Regions from separate parts of the Sus scrofa genome. Here region 1 is linked to region 2. Evidence: chromatin contacts called from public HiChIP or PLAC-seq data. All regions are on one chromosome and are shown on one strand. The core of a region is the stretch at or near the end of the contact, and the rest is flanking DNA. Distances in the headings are between cores, read along the strand shown. Region 1 has its middle 17 kb from the start of SYPL1. Region 2 overlaps ATXN7L1 (ataxin-7-like protein 1).

Region 1 (5,864 bases), core at 3,242-5,741, 520 kb before region 2:
TAAGGACTCAGGCTGGTACCAAAGTCCAAACTTTGACGGGGGTGAACTTTATTTAGGTTTAAAATCAGCCACGTTAGTGTATATAAACACTTTTAATATTTCAGCACATAACTATGTCTCTTACTTTGACTTCCTTTTCTCTTTATCAGCTCCTACTGATTCCCTTTTCTCTTTCCTACTGAAGCCAAAGAGGAAGGGAGGGGTATGGAAGTGTGGTCAGAGTTGGGAACTCTCGGGAGGAGTGGAAACAAACCATTTCAGTTGCTTTCCCAGCTTCCACCTCAAATCTTGACTTTAAAAAATTCCTCTTGAGAAATTCAAACATTTCGGCAGACTCTCACAGCCTCGAGGTAGTGTGCAGGGTCTCTGAGGTGGTCTAACGCTGGAGGCCTTGGGGCCTGTTGGTGTTATCTGTGCTGAGGGGCACAAATCTGCCTGGAGGCAGGTAGCAGAGGGGCTGAGGGTGGAGTCAACCCTGCTGACTATATGCCATGTAGTATGCGGACTTCAGGTGACTGCTTTCATCCATGTTTGCTTCTCTGTGTCCATGTAACCAATGGATAAGATTTCTAATCTAATCTAATCTAATCTAATCTAATGGATTAGATTTCTAAGAAAGCTAGTGAAGATTAAGTACTGGCAGCAGAGAGCAAGGCCAAGCTTGGCCTTAGTAGCACAGTGAGCTATTCTCCAAATTCTAGCCTAACTCTAGAACAGGAGTGGGCCACTGGATGTACCTTTCATTACCAACACACAGCAGTCAGTCAACACTGGCTGCCTAGAGCAGGGACTGGCTTTCCTGCATGTCTATAATGGTCAGATAATAAGTATTATAGGCTTTTGGACTGTGTCATCTCTGTGGCACTGAGGTCTGCCATTGGAGCAGGAAAGTGGCCACAGACTATACATAATCAAGTGAAAGTGGCTGTGTTCCAATAAAACTTTATTTATAAAAATAGTCATCAGTCAAGATAAGACCCTCAGGCCATAGTTTGCCAGCCTGCCTCCCATCTAGCAGCCACTGACCATTGTGTTGTAACAGTTCATAGATGCCTCCAGGTTCAGGGAGAGTACTGGAATCAATTAGCCTTGTCTGCACAGGTGCTATAAGGGGAGTAACAGGTTCTAAATCAGTGGTCCACCAAATGGGCTGTGCTCACCCCAGGATATATCCAACACGACCCACTGAGTTATGCAAGAAAAAATCAGAATTTCTGTTTATCTTATCTGTTTTCATGTTGGACTACTAATCTTGTCTACATCACCACGGATCTAGGGAATTTGCAGTGAGTCAGTTCTTCTATCTAATGTGCAAATCAGAAGTCAGGCTTACAAATCTCTGAAGAGAATGTCACAGCAGATATGCCCATTGCCTCTCCCGCTGGTCTGATCTGAGCTATGAATGTCTCCCAGGAATTCACCCAAGATGAGAGCTATGGTTCCTAATGCCTAGAAGGCAGTTTCTTTGGGGAGTATGAGGGACTTACCATTCTAGAGGAATCTTGGGCTCACAGTCTTGTATCAGATCAACTGCTCAGCTTTTGATCAGAACCCAGAGAAAAGGAACACACCATCACCCCCGCCCCTGCACGTACTCTCACACCACTCACCAGAACATTGAACAAGTTGTGCTTCCCTGGCCTTTGGTGGTCTCCCTCTCCCATGGTAGTCAGACCTTCCAGGTACAGGTAGACTGGTTGTACACTGCACAAGGTGGTCGTATCTAAGGAGGCATCAATCACATTATAAATATACTAGATATATTTATCATGTCAGTGTTCTGGTATATGGCAGCAACTTGTTCAAACAAAATCAGTACATTATGACACTTTCCAACCAATGGATGTAAAGTATCTTGAAGAAGGGATGCCATGTTAATTCCACATAGGCACTGCATAGGTTAGCAGAAGTCACAGCTATGTAAGACCTCTTGTAGGCAAAGAATGGAGAAGAGAAATACACAGAGCATAATAGATTCAAACCCTCCTGAGGTAGAAGTATCTTACGAACAGCACTTACAGTGTAGGGGGACTTTTGAGAGTGAGCCAGCATTTGAGTGCTGAATCATGAGCACAAGCCTCTAAAAGTAAGGGCCTGGAGCTCACAATCTACCCTCAGATAGTCACCTCTACCCATGGCTGGAGGGGAAGGGCCAAAGGCACAGAAATTAGCTGGCTGTTCTCTTTTCACACAGAGGAGAGGAGCTACAAGAGGCAGCCAAAGCGGAGAGCTGTGTCTTGATGTTAACCTCCACAGAAGCAAGTAACAAAGTGAGACTCTCCAGAGAGCAGAGCCAGTTGCTGTCTTGCAACTCCCTAGTATCCCTTCCCCTTTCTCCTGGAAACAGCTCCCACTGCCCCTTTGGGAAATAAGTGCTTGCCCCTCACGCAAAGTTTCTGGACTTGCCCAACAAAATACCCTGCCTTGTACTGGGCAGAGGGATGGTCACATGACTCCAGCTAGGCCAGTTGTGTCTCTCTGGCCCTCTCCATAGCAAGTAAATGTCAACTTGCCTGGGCCATGGGGTGCCCAGATAGTTGGCCAAACATTATTCTGAGTGTTTCTGCAAGGGTCTTTTTGGATGAGATCAACATTTCAATCAATTGGAGTAAAGCAGCTTGCTCTCCACAAGTGGGTGAGCCTCCTCCTGAACAGAACAGAACAGAACAGAACAGAACAGAAAGACCTACCCTCCCTGAGTTGAGAGAATTCTTCAGCACACCGCCTTTAGGCTTCATCTGCAGTGTCACCCTTCCTTCCTGACAGCCCTTGAACTAGAACACTGGCTCTCCCTATGTCTCCAACTCCAACCTGCCAACCCACCCTGCAGATTGGGGTTGCCAGCCTCCATAATCGTGTGAGCCAATTTCTTATCATCAATCAATCTCTCTCTCTCTGTCTCTCACTAGATAGATAGATCCTATTGGTTCTGTTTTCCTCTAGAAAACTCTAATACATCTCCCTCTGGATTTTTTTTCTTTTCTTTTCTTTTTTTTTTTTTTTTTTGCCATTTCTTGGGGCGCTCCCACGGCATATGGAGGTTCCCAGGCTAGGGGTCGAATCGGAGCTGTAGCCACCAGCCTATGCCAGAGCCACAGCAACACGGGATCCGAGCCACGTCTGCGACCTACACCACAGCTCACGGCAACGCCGGATCCTTAACCCACTGAGCAAGGCCAGGGTTGGAACCCGAAACCTCATGGTTCCTACTCAGATTCGTTAACCACTGAGCTACGACGGGAACTCCTCCCTCTGGATTTTGATGCATGAGGACAGACACTCAAAAATATGACTAGTTAGAGAGCATTCATTCCTGATGGATCTGTCAGGGACCGAGTTCCTGCTACCTTTCCCCTCCAGAGGTGCTCTCATTCTTATCCTTTTCTGATATTGGTTCTCAGTCTTCCTAACAATTCTTCAATCCACCCTATGTATAACCTGCAAACCTTGACTCAATATACTCAGTAGTCAATGCCTATTGTATATTCAAGGTATTGTCCTACTGGAGAAACAGCAGTGAAAAGCTAGCCCCTGCTTTCATGGAACTTATCTTCTAACAATTGTTCTTAAGTAGGTGAATTCTTATTAAAGAGTTGGTTTCTGTTGCTTGCCATCAAAGAACCTTGTGATACTAACATTTTCCCTTCAGAGAATGCTAACTCGGTCTCTTCTCTGGTTCATTTTGGATAAGCCAGATGCCAGTCCTCTAGGAGAAAGCAGGGGGAAAGATCCCAGCTCTGTGCCATTCTGGAAAGACACTTCTCTGTGATTATCCCACAGAAAAACATGAGACCCAACCACTGGGCTTGTCTAAGTTTCTCACTTTAGAATAGTGAATGGCTCAGCAGGAACACTTCATCAGAATGACTTCTCGACTTGAGGCCCTCCATTGAAACCGTCCTCTCCTGCTCATAGCCTGAGAAGATACACCACAATGAGCATTACATAGCTTGTACCTCATTATGACTAATTTCAAGTTTAACCTTCCTCAACAGAAGCCTTTTTAATGCCGTCCCCCAAGGCCCAGAGGATTTTTTCTGGGATAGGCAGGAGACAAGAGGAGGGTAGCTGATCGGAGTGGCCAGACATAGCTTTCTCCTCAGGTAGCAAAGTTATTAGACACAACAGCAGCTCTATCTTGCAGCAAGTAAGCGTGCTGTTTGCTTCACTGTAGCGGGCTCAGTGACAGTGGCTGGGAATTGTCACAGTTGAGTTTAGCACTGCTGGCAAACTTTGGAGCCAGCTTGCATAATGCAGTGTCTAAAGAATATGATTCCAGTTGAAAAGAACATATTTGCAGTTAAAAATAGAACTCGGTCACCTAACAGCTCATACATAAACCGTGAGGCTGGGGGAGGAACAAAATGAAATAATAGTCACTGGGGATTCCTGAACACCTGCCCCTGTCACTCAGAGCCTGTACTCACTGGGAATTGCCAGCACACGGAAACCAGCCCTACCCTGAAGTCAAATGGCAAAAATAAACAGAGGTACTGACTCAGATAAATCAAGAAACATGAGTGCACCTTTAAGCAGGCAGCAATTCGGGTGGCCTCTCCAGGCCAGGCCTCCTCAGAGATTTAGCTCTATGTTCTAAGAGAATTAACTGCTGTTGATCCAGAGGCTTGAAAGCTGAGACTGAGTTAGGTCTCAGTTCTACCCACAGTAAAGTATGTTTTCACTGTACACGTATGTGTTGTGCTCTGTACAGAACACACCAAACATGGTCGGTCCCTGGCTCCCTCTAAATAGAGGCGGGGATCTCATGACCCACTGCTCAGGCCAGTAAAGAGCTAAGAATTACAAAAGGAAGATTTGGGCTTCCACACCAGGAAACACACTGAAACAGTAGTGTAGGTCTAATTGGAAAGGCCATCCCAATAAAGGAGTAGAAATCTCTCGCCTGAGTGCATGTCAAACTAAGCCATCAGAACAGTCGATACTGTATATACTGCCAGAAAAAAGGATGCAGGAGAATCAGAAGGAAGCTGCTTCCTACCCCAACCCTGCCCTGAGCAGCCCTCTGGCCTCAGCAAATTGCTTCTCCTTTCTGCACCTCTCTTCCCCTCGTTAAAATCAGTCTGTAATGCCTCTTTTCCTTTCAAACTCACCAAAATGGTGGAGAGGTAAATTGGATGCTTGTGGCATTTGTTTCTGAGTGTGAAATTCTAGAGCAGCAATACTCTGCTTCACCATCAGCTGGGGAGTTTATAAGAATTACAAGTACCTGGGATTACAATACCAGAGATTCCTGGGTGGTGGATCCCAGGCACGGGTGGATGGTAAAAGCCCTCCAGGTGATCCCAACGTATAGCCGGGACTGAGACCCAGGAGCCATGAAGAGGAGGCAGAGCCTCTCCTGCTGTCCCCAGGAATAAGCCCACGTGGATGTGGGGGCACTCACCTCCTCCAGATCTGCAGAGGGTTTCCTTTCACAGGGTTGGACAGATTGTTTCTTTCCCAGACCTTCTCACACCGACTTGCCCCACCCCTCTACCAGCATAGACCAGCAAGGGAATGAGCTAAGTATCTTGAAAAGGCAACCAGGAGTGCTTGGTGGTTTTTCATTGAGGCAAACCCCGAAGGAGTGCTTCAAGGTATTACGGCCTTTACCTCCAAGAAGTTTATTATTAAGGGTTTACTCAGCACAGGAGCATTTGTATCCAATCAGAGGATCTGACAGTCCACAGTCTGTGATGCTGTGTTCAGAACAGGCACACATGACTGGTGACGCCACACCCACTGCTGTGCCATAGGCCATTAGTAAGGGATGCCTGGGCGCTAAGCATCTCATCTCCCAACAGTACTGATTCAGGGTAGAAGCTCCTTAGTGGGGGACTGACTGCCTCCATGTGCATTGGTCA
Region 2 (6,283 bases), core at 1,422-3,921:
CCTAGTTGGAGGTGACCTCGCCAGCCGACTGTCGAGTGATGAAGGGGAGATGGACGGAGCCGACGAAGCTGAGAAGTTATTAGACTGTCATTTCTCCACCCACCACCCCAGACCTCTCGCGGTAGGCCACCTTCCATTTCTGTCCAGGCATTTTTTTTCCCTATGCTTTGTGGTATTTAGGTGATTGTATCCGACAGCATCCTTCATAAGAAGGCCTCCAGGACACTTCCCTGGTGGTTCTTGTTGTGGCTCAGCAGGTTAAGAACCTGACTAGTATCCATGAGGATGTGGGTTTGATCCCTGGCCTCACTCAGTGGGTTAAGGATCCAGTGTTGCCGCAAGCTGCAGCATAGGTCTCAGTGAAGCTCAGATCTGGGGCTGTGGCATAGGCTCCAGCCACAGCTCTGATTTGTTCCATGTACCACAGGTGTGGCCATAAAAAGAAAAAAGAAAGGGAAGGAACTTACCCCGAAGTTGAGTAATTGACTTAGAAATCCCATTGAAAATCACAAAGGAAGAGTTCCCACTCTGACACAACAGTATCAGTAGCATCTCTTCAGTGCCAGGATGTAGGTTTAATCCCTGGCCCAGCACAGTGGGTTAAAGGATCCAGTGTTGCCACTGCTGCACCTTAGGTTACAACTGTGGCTCATATCTGATCCCTAGCCTGGGAACTCCATGTGCCTAGGGACGGCCAAAATAAAATTAAAATAAATAAAGGAGTGCTGCTGCCATGAGTTAAAAATCTGACTGCAGTGTCTCAGGTCACTTTGGAAGTACAGGTTTAATCCCCAGCCCAGCACAATGAGTTAAGCATCTTGCATTTCTACAGCTACAGCATAGGTTGCAGCTGTGGCTCAGATTCAGTCTCTGGCCCAGCAATTTCCATATGCTCTGAGTGCAGCCATAAAATTTTTTTAAAAAAAGAAAATCCCGAAGGAAAGGTAAAGGCTCCTAGCTGATTATAGTCCTTTAAACACCTGAGTGTCTGTGGTCCACCTTGAAGCAACATTGGTGTTTATACGAGAGCACTGGGGAGCTGACCTTCCTGCCTTGCCCGTCTAAGAGCAGAGCCTCTGATCTCAAGAGTTAGTCTAGCTCACCTGCTTTGGAAACCGTCTGTCTGAGCAATGTGCCAGGTGCCAGCCCTGGCTGGTTTCCTCCCCTGTTGGTTCTGAGTTTTATTGTTATTAGTAGATGTGAGCGTATGGCACCAGAACTGAGTGTGTGTGGGTCTGCGTGTGTGTAGGAAAGGAGGAAGCATTTCATGTCAGCGTGATTGCTGATTAAAGAAAAGGTCACTTTCTTCCCAGTGCCTTGAAAGAGCCCACTTTAACAATTCAGAAGGTCACAAAACCAAGATGGGAAGTAAAAGAAGGCGTGAGCTCGAGGCCTGTTCATGTTCGCCTGACAAACACTTGAGAAGGGAATGCCTAGGGGTGCCCTTGTGGCACAGCTGGTTGAGGATCCGGCGTTGTCTCTGCAGCAGCTCTGGTCACTGCTATGGCATGGGTTCCATCCCTGGCCCAGGAACTTCCACGTGGAAGTTGGGTGCAGCCAATCGATCAATCAATCAATAAAAGCGATATATTATTTTTTAAAAAAAGAAGAAGGGAATGCCTAGTGCTCCCGTCATAGAGCCAAATTCAGAGAGACCAGGAACGAGGGACCCCATAGCCAGTTTGCTCTGGTCCCAGCATGAGCCTTGTAAGATGAGTTTTGTCCTTGGATCGCATGGAAATCAGCCCTGCATCATGATAGGGTCCTTCCTCCCTTCTATCAGTGTGATTTTGAAGGCAAAATTCACTTCCTATTTCTGGGGAGGATGGTGCCATGTACTTCACCAACAGCCTGAGACTTTGCTTCTGGGCCAGATAGAAATAGGGACAATCAGGAGTACCTTTGACTGCCAGCGATAGAAAACAACTCATCCCATATCTTCACTTGGGTCATTTACTTGTCTCATATAACAAGCAGCCTAGTGGCAAGTGGTTCCAGGCTTGGTTCAGCATCTCCACACTGTCCTGTTGCTGAGGGAGAGTCTCTGCAGCCCTCTTCCCCTTTCATGCACAGCTCCGACTCCAGTATCACATCCTCACCCAGTGGTTGGCCTTTACAAAGGGAGGACGGGACAAACAAAGGGGTCTTCTTCTAAGATGCAATCTTATATCATTTCTTAGGGAGGAAGATCTTCCTACATATATAGCCCCGCCCAGTAGACCTTCCCTTCCATCTAAACAGAAGTAGGTCATGTGCCCACCCCTATGCCCATCAGTGGCAGAGAAAGATGGGGTTGTAGTAACAGGATGAAGCCAGCCATGAATTCATTGCAAAGTTCTGGAAAGAGACCCACCTTTCCTGCTCACTGTTCCATGTCAGAAATCAGAAAGGACATGTGGTTCTGTGAACAAGGAAAAGGCAGGGAGAGCTGGGAGTGGGGTGGCAGTCGATGAGATTGACAACCACTGGGGTCTGCCCCAGTGGCCACCGCAATGAGAGTCTATAGCCCTGCCTGGGACATCATAGGCGACCAAGGACAGGAGCCTCTTGGGGCTCTGAGCCTTGCATCTATATTGAATTAGAGGCAGAGGCAGTGCAGACAGTAAGGGGTCTCGAGCTTCCAAGTCTGAAAGTGAGCCCAGGCTCTGCCAGAAGGCCAGACGCTGGAGCACATCAAGATCTTTGTCCAAATGACAAACTGCCAGGCTACAGTGGATTAGCTCAACTCTGGTCCTGGCAGATTTGTGTGCTTTAATGTTTGGCTGATTTGAATGGAAAGGCCATGGATTTGTTTCTTTGCTTTGTCCTTTTTCTCATGGCCAATTGATACACTAAATCATTTTTTTTAAACGAAGGTTTGTTTAAAGTGTTTGTAGCAAGGATATGAAGAAGGAAAAGATGCCTGACCTGGCCCCGCTTCCACATTTTGCTGGGCACCAGCCTCCACGTGGGAGAACTCCCTTTCTATGGTTTCTTACTTGGCCAGGAAGCACTTAATGTGAAAGTGCAGAAAAGAGTTTTTCATCGGGAGTACCAGATTTGATGGGCGGCAAGATTTTAATGCATACTCCCCCCCAGAACCTAAGCAGAAACAAAACAAAGGGAAGGTCTTGCATTTCCTCCTCAGAACTGTTCCAAAGGCTGGTTCCAGGAAGGGTTTGTGGAATGAATGCCAACCCAGCACTGTGTCTGGGATGGAGGCCAGGGAGCTGCTGGGAGAGGCCTGGAGGAGGGGAGAAGCTGCATTTGAGTTATAGTGTCATTTTAGACTCGCCTAAGCTCTGACCAGCCAAATGTCACCTTCTCAGAGGCCACTTCTTGCATTTCTGTCTGCTGGCCTTCTGGTTGTCTTAACAACATTATCAACTGACGTTTATTAAACGTCTAAGTGCTCATATTTCAGCTCTATGCTTTAAGTGTGATAGTTTGCACTAAACACTTTGTGCAACCTTATCTCTGTAATCCATCCAGCCTAAATCTCTACTATCCTCACATTGAGGAAGAAGAAGAAGAGAATGGGGTCCCTGACCTGTATACATTTATAATCATCAAGACAGGCACAGAAACATTCCAAATTATGAAGTGATTCTCAGGTGAAATGTAGTGAGGTACGTCTAGGTGTTTCTGGGAGTTCAGAGTAGTAAGGTGACTCAGCCACTGGAAATGAGAGGGTTTTGCTTGTTTGTTTGTTTGTTTTTCATTTTCTGGTCCCACTTGGGGCATGCAGAAGTTCCCAGGCCAGGGATCAAACCCGTGCCTCAGCAATGACCCGGGACACAGCAGTGACAACAATGGATCCTTAACCCACTGAGCCACCAGGGAACTCCAGACCTGAGAGTCTTAATTAGGGCCCTGAGAGAGTGGAGAATTAGAATGGGCTGAGCAAAGAGGGCAGGGGATGGCTGGCCGAGGGAATGGTATGAGCGTGAGCTTGGAGGCAGTGGTGTGTCCCAGGGCAGAGCCTGCAAGTGCTGATGGGAGGGGATATGAGGTTAGCACCTGGAAAGGACGGAGTTTAGCCAAGTTGGCGGTGAAGTGGCTCTGTGGACCACAGATAGGAAAGTATGGCCCACTGGCAGGTGAACATTAGAACCAGCAGCTTCCTGATGAGAGGCAAGGAGCCACCAGCTTCTTTCAGAAGATGGTACATGTGACAAGCCCCTGGTGCCAAGATCTTGCCCTGACTGCTGGTTGCTGTTGGTTTGGCGTTTTTTTTTTTTCCCCAACCAACAAGGCTGGCTCAATCCCAAGTACAGAGAGGGTAGCCCTCAGTGCCACTGAAGACTGAATGTCACTATTGTTGAGTCATCCTGGGAGGTTCTATAAAAAAATCTAGGAGCTTGGAGTTCCCGTCATGGCTCAGTGGTTAACGAATCTGACTAGGAACCATGAGGTTACGGGTTCAATCCCTGGCCTTGCTCAGTGGGCTAAGGATCCGTCATTGCTGTGAGCTGTGGTGTAGGTCGCAAACGCAGCTCAGATCCCACGTTGCTGTGGCTCTGGCGTAGACCATGGGCTGCAGCTCCGATTAGACCCCTAACCTGGGCACCTCCATATGCCAAGGGAGCGGCCCTAGAAAAGGCAAAAAGACAAAAAAAAAAAAAAAAAAAAAAAAAACTAGGCGCTCAAACAGAAGCACCACAGAAATATTTTGGCTTTGGTACTATTTGCTTCTTTATTTTGAAGAAAATTGTACCCCTGTGTGTTTTTATGCAAATTTTATTTTTCTCCGTATGGCTGATATTAGCGTATTAACCTGTAATCAAAATTAAAATGTTTCTTTTTCCCTCACAGTTTTGCTCATTCGGGAGTCGCCTCATGGGACGAGGGTACTATGTGTTTGACAGAAGATGGGATCGTTTTCGATTCGCACTAAACTCCATGGTAGAAAAACACTTGAATTCACAGATGTGGAAGTAAGTGAGCGGTTTTTGTGCAATATGAGGTCTGAGATCTGAACCCCAACTTTCTAAATGAATGTCTCTGGCTGGCTTTCCATTGAACAAAATGATTCTGAAATTGGGGTTCGTGATTAATTCTTAAATGTCAGCCCCTCTTTGTGGCTCGCCCATAGTTTTACAGAGACGTGTAGGATATACTGTATGTTTTGTCTTCTCTGGAGGTCACTTTGGGGTTGCTAATATTCTCGATAAATGAAAAGGTATTAGATAAGACCTCGTTTATTTAACGGCATCCAAGGGCCTTGTTGCTATGCCTGAAAGCATCTAAGGATATTGAGAATATGCTTCTGTCTGTAATGTGAACGCTACGATGTCCATACGAAAAATTTCATAATGGTGACGGAACAATTTATGATGGCTTAATGTCCCGGGGGAAAAAATACATGCAGCGGCCAACAGGGCAGATCCTGGGCCATGTTGTGAAGTTGGTTAAGCTTGTCTTTGGCCCTTCCCACGTACTTCTGTCAATCCTAACCCCAGCTTACATCCCATTTCCCCTCGGCCCTTTTATCCTCCAACACCTCCTGATGTGTTAACGTTGTGGTGGATTTATAAAAAGGAAAAGGCTGTCTTGACTTTGGGAAAGGCTATTGTGCAGAATGACAGGCTAGACCCACTCCAACCACAGCACATAAGGATCCGCCATTCCAGCCACTTGATAACACCAGGCCGCCCCCCTGGCAGTCCCCAGCCCCCACTCCTGCCAAGGTCAGCTCCTACAATAACATATCCATAGCATTGTGGACCCCTCAGCTCTAGGCCTCGATGGTCCAGGAAAGCCAACACTCAGCCCCTCATGCTGCTCAGTGCAGTCCAGGAAAACATTGTCCCAAGACGGGAGGGTGGGGTAGGGTGGAAACAGTATTCAAAACCTGCCCTCTCCCAGGCAGTGATGGCACCTCAGGCTCTATTCACCACGATGCTCAAAGAACTTCCAGCACTTGTAGAAGTAAGTTCCCCTGAGCCTGCAGTAAGCCCTCGTGGTGGACTTAGGACGACCCGTTGACACGTCCTGTGAAGTCGGAAAGGGCCACAAGAGAAGCTTAGCATTTCTTCTCACTGAAGTGACTGCCCAGTGTGTCTAAACGGCACCCTGCCATCAACCCTGTGTCCTTTCTCAGAAGCCGCCAGCCGGCTGCCTGTGGGGTTACCGTGTTCCCAGTCACTTGGTGACTTAGCCTTCTGTGCGCGTGCCCCCAACGTGGCCGCCAGCCCTGGTGACCCCGCAGCGCTTTGCTCTCCTGTGTTGTGGAATTGTAACCCCTGGACACGTGGAAGGAATGTGTTGATCTGTATTTCGCTGCCTGGTGTCCTGTCGGCTC

Evidence for each region. HiChIP or PLAC-seq counts read pairs in DNA pulled down with a chosen protein or histone mark.
Region 1: a contact with region 2 is called in an H3K27ac HiChIP or PLAC-seq map of skeletal muscle. The contact joins two enhancer-like sites. A contact is called at or near these places in 1 of 47 Hi-C or Micro-C datasets (epiblast stem cells) and 1 of 2 datasets of contacts at active chromatin or transcription factors (skeletal muscle).

The regions. Positions count from the first base shown.
Region 1 is chr9:105,999,613-106,005,476 of Sscrofa11.1, reverse strand. No RefSeq gene overlaps it. Among named protein-coding and RNA genes, the nearest start is that of SYPL1, 17 kb to the right of the region's middle. Within about 2 kb of position 4,491, at least 9 of the 83 cell types and tissues checked have an H3K27ac peak or open chromatin away from gene starts, as enhancers often do. A contact at or near this core is called in skeletal muscle, where this site is marked.
Region 2 is chr9:105,476,054-105,482,336 of Sscrofa11.1, reverse strand. ATXN7L1 (ataxin-7-like protein 1) reads left to right here. Exons shown (of 18, transcript XM_005667724.3): 13 at 1-121; 14 at 4,795-4,916. Among named protein-coding and RNA genes, the nearest start is that of RINT1, 86 kb to the right of the region's middle. Within about 2 kb of position 2,671, at least 24 of the 83 cell types and tissues checked have an H3K27ac peak or open chromatin away from gene starts, as enhancers often do. A contact at or near this core is called in skeletal muscle, where this site is marked.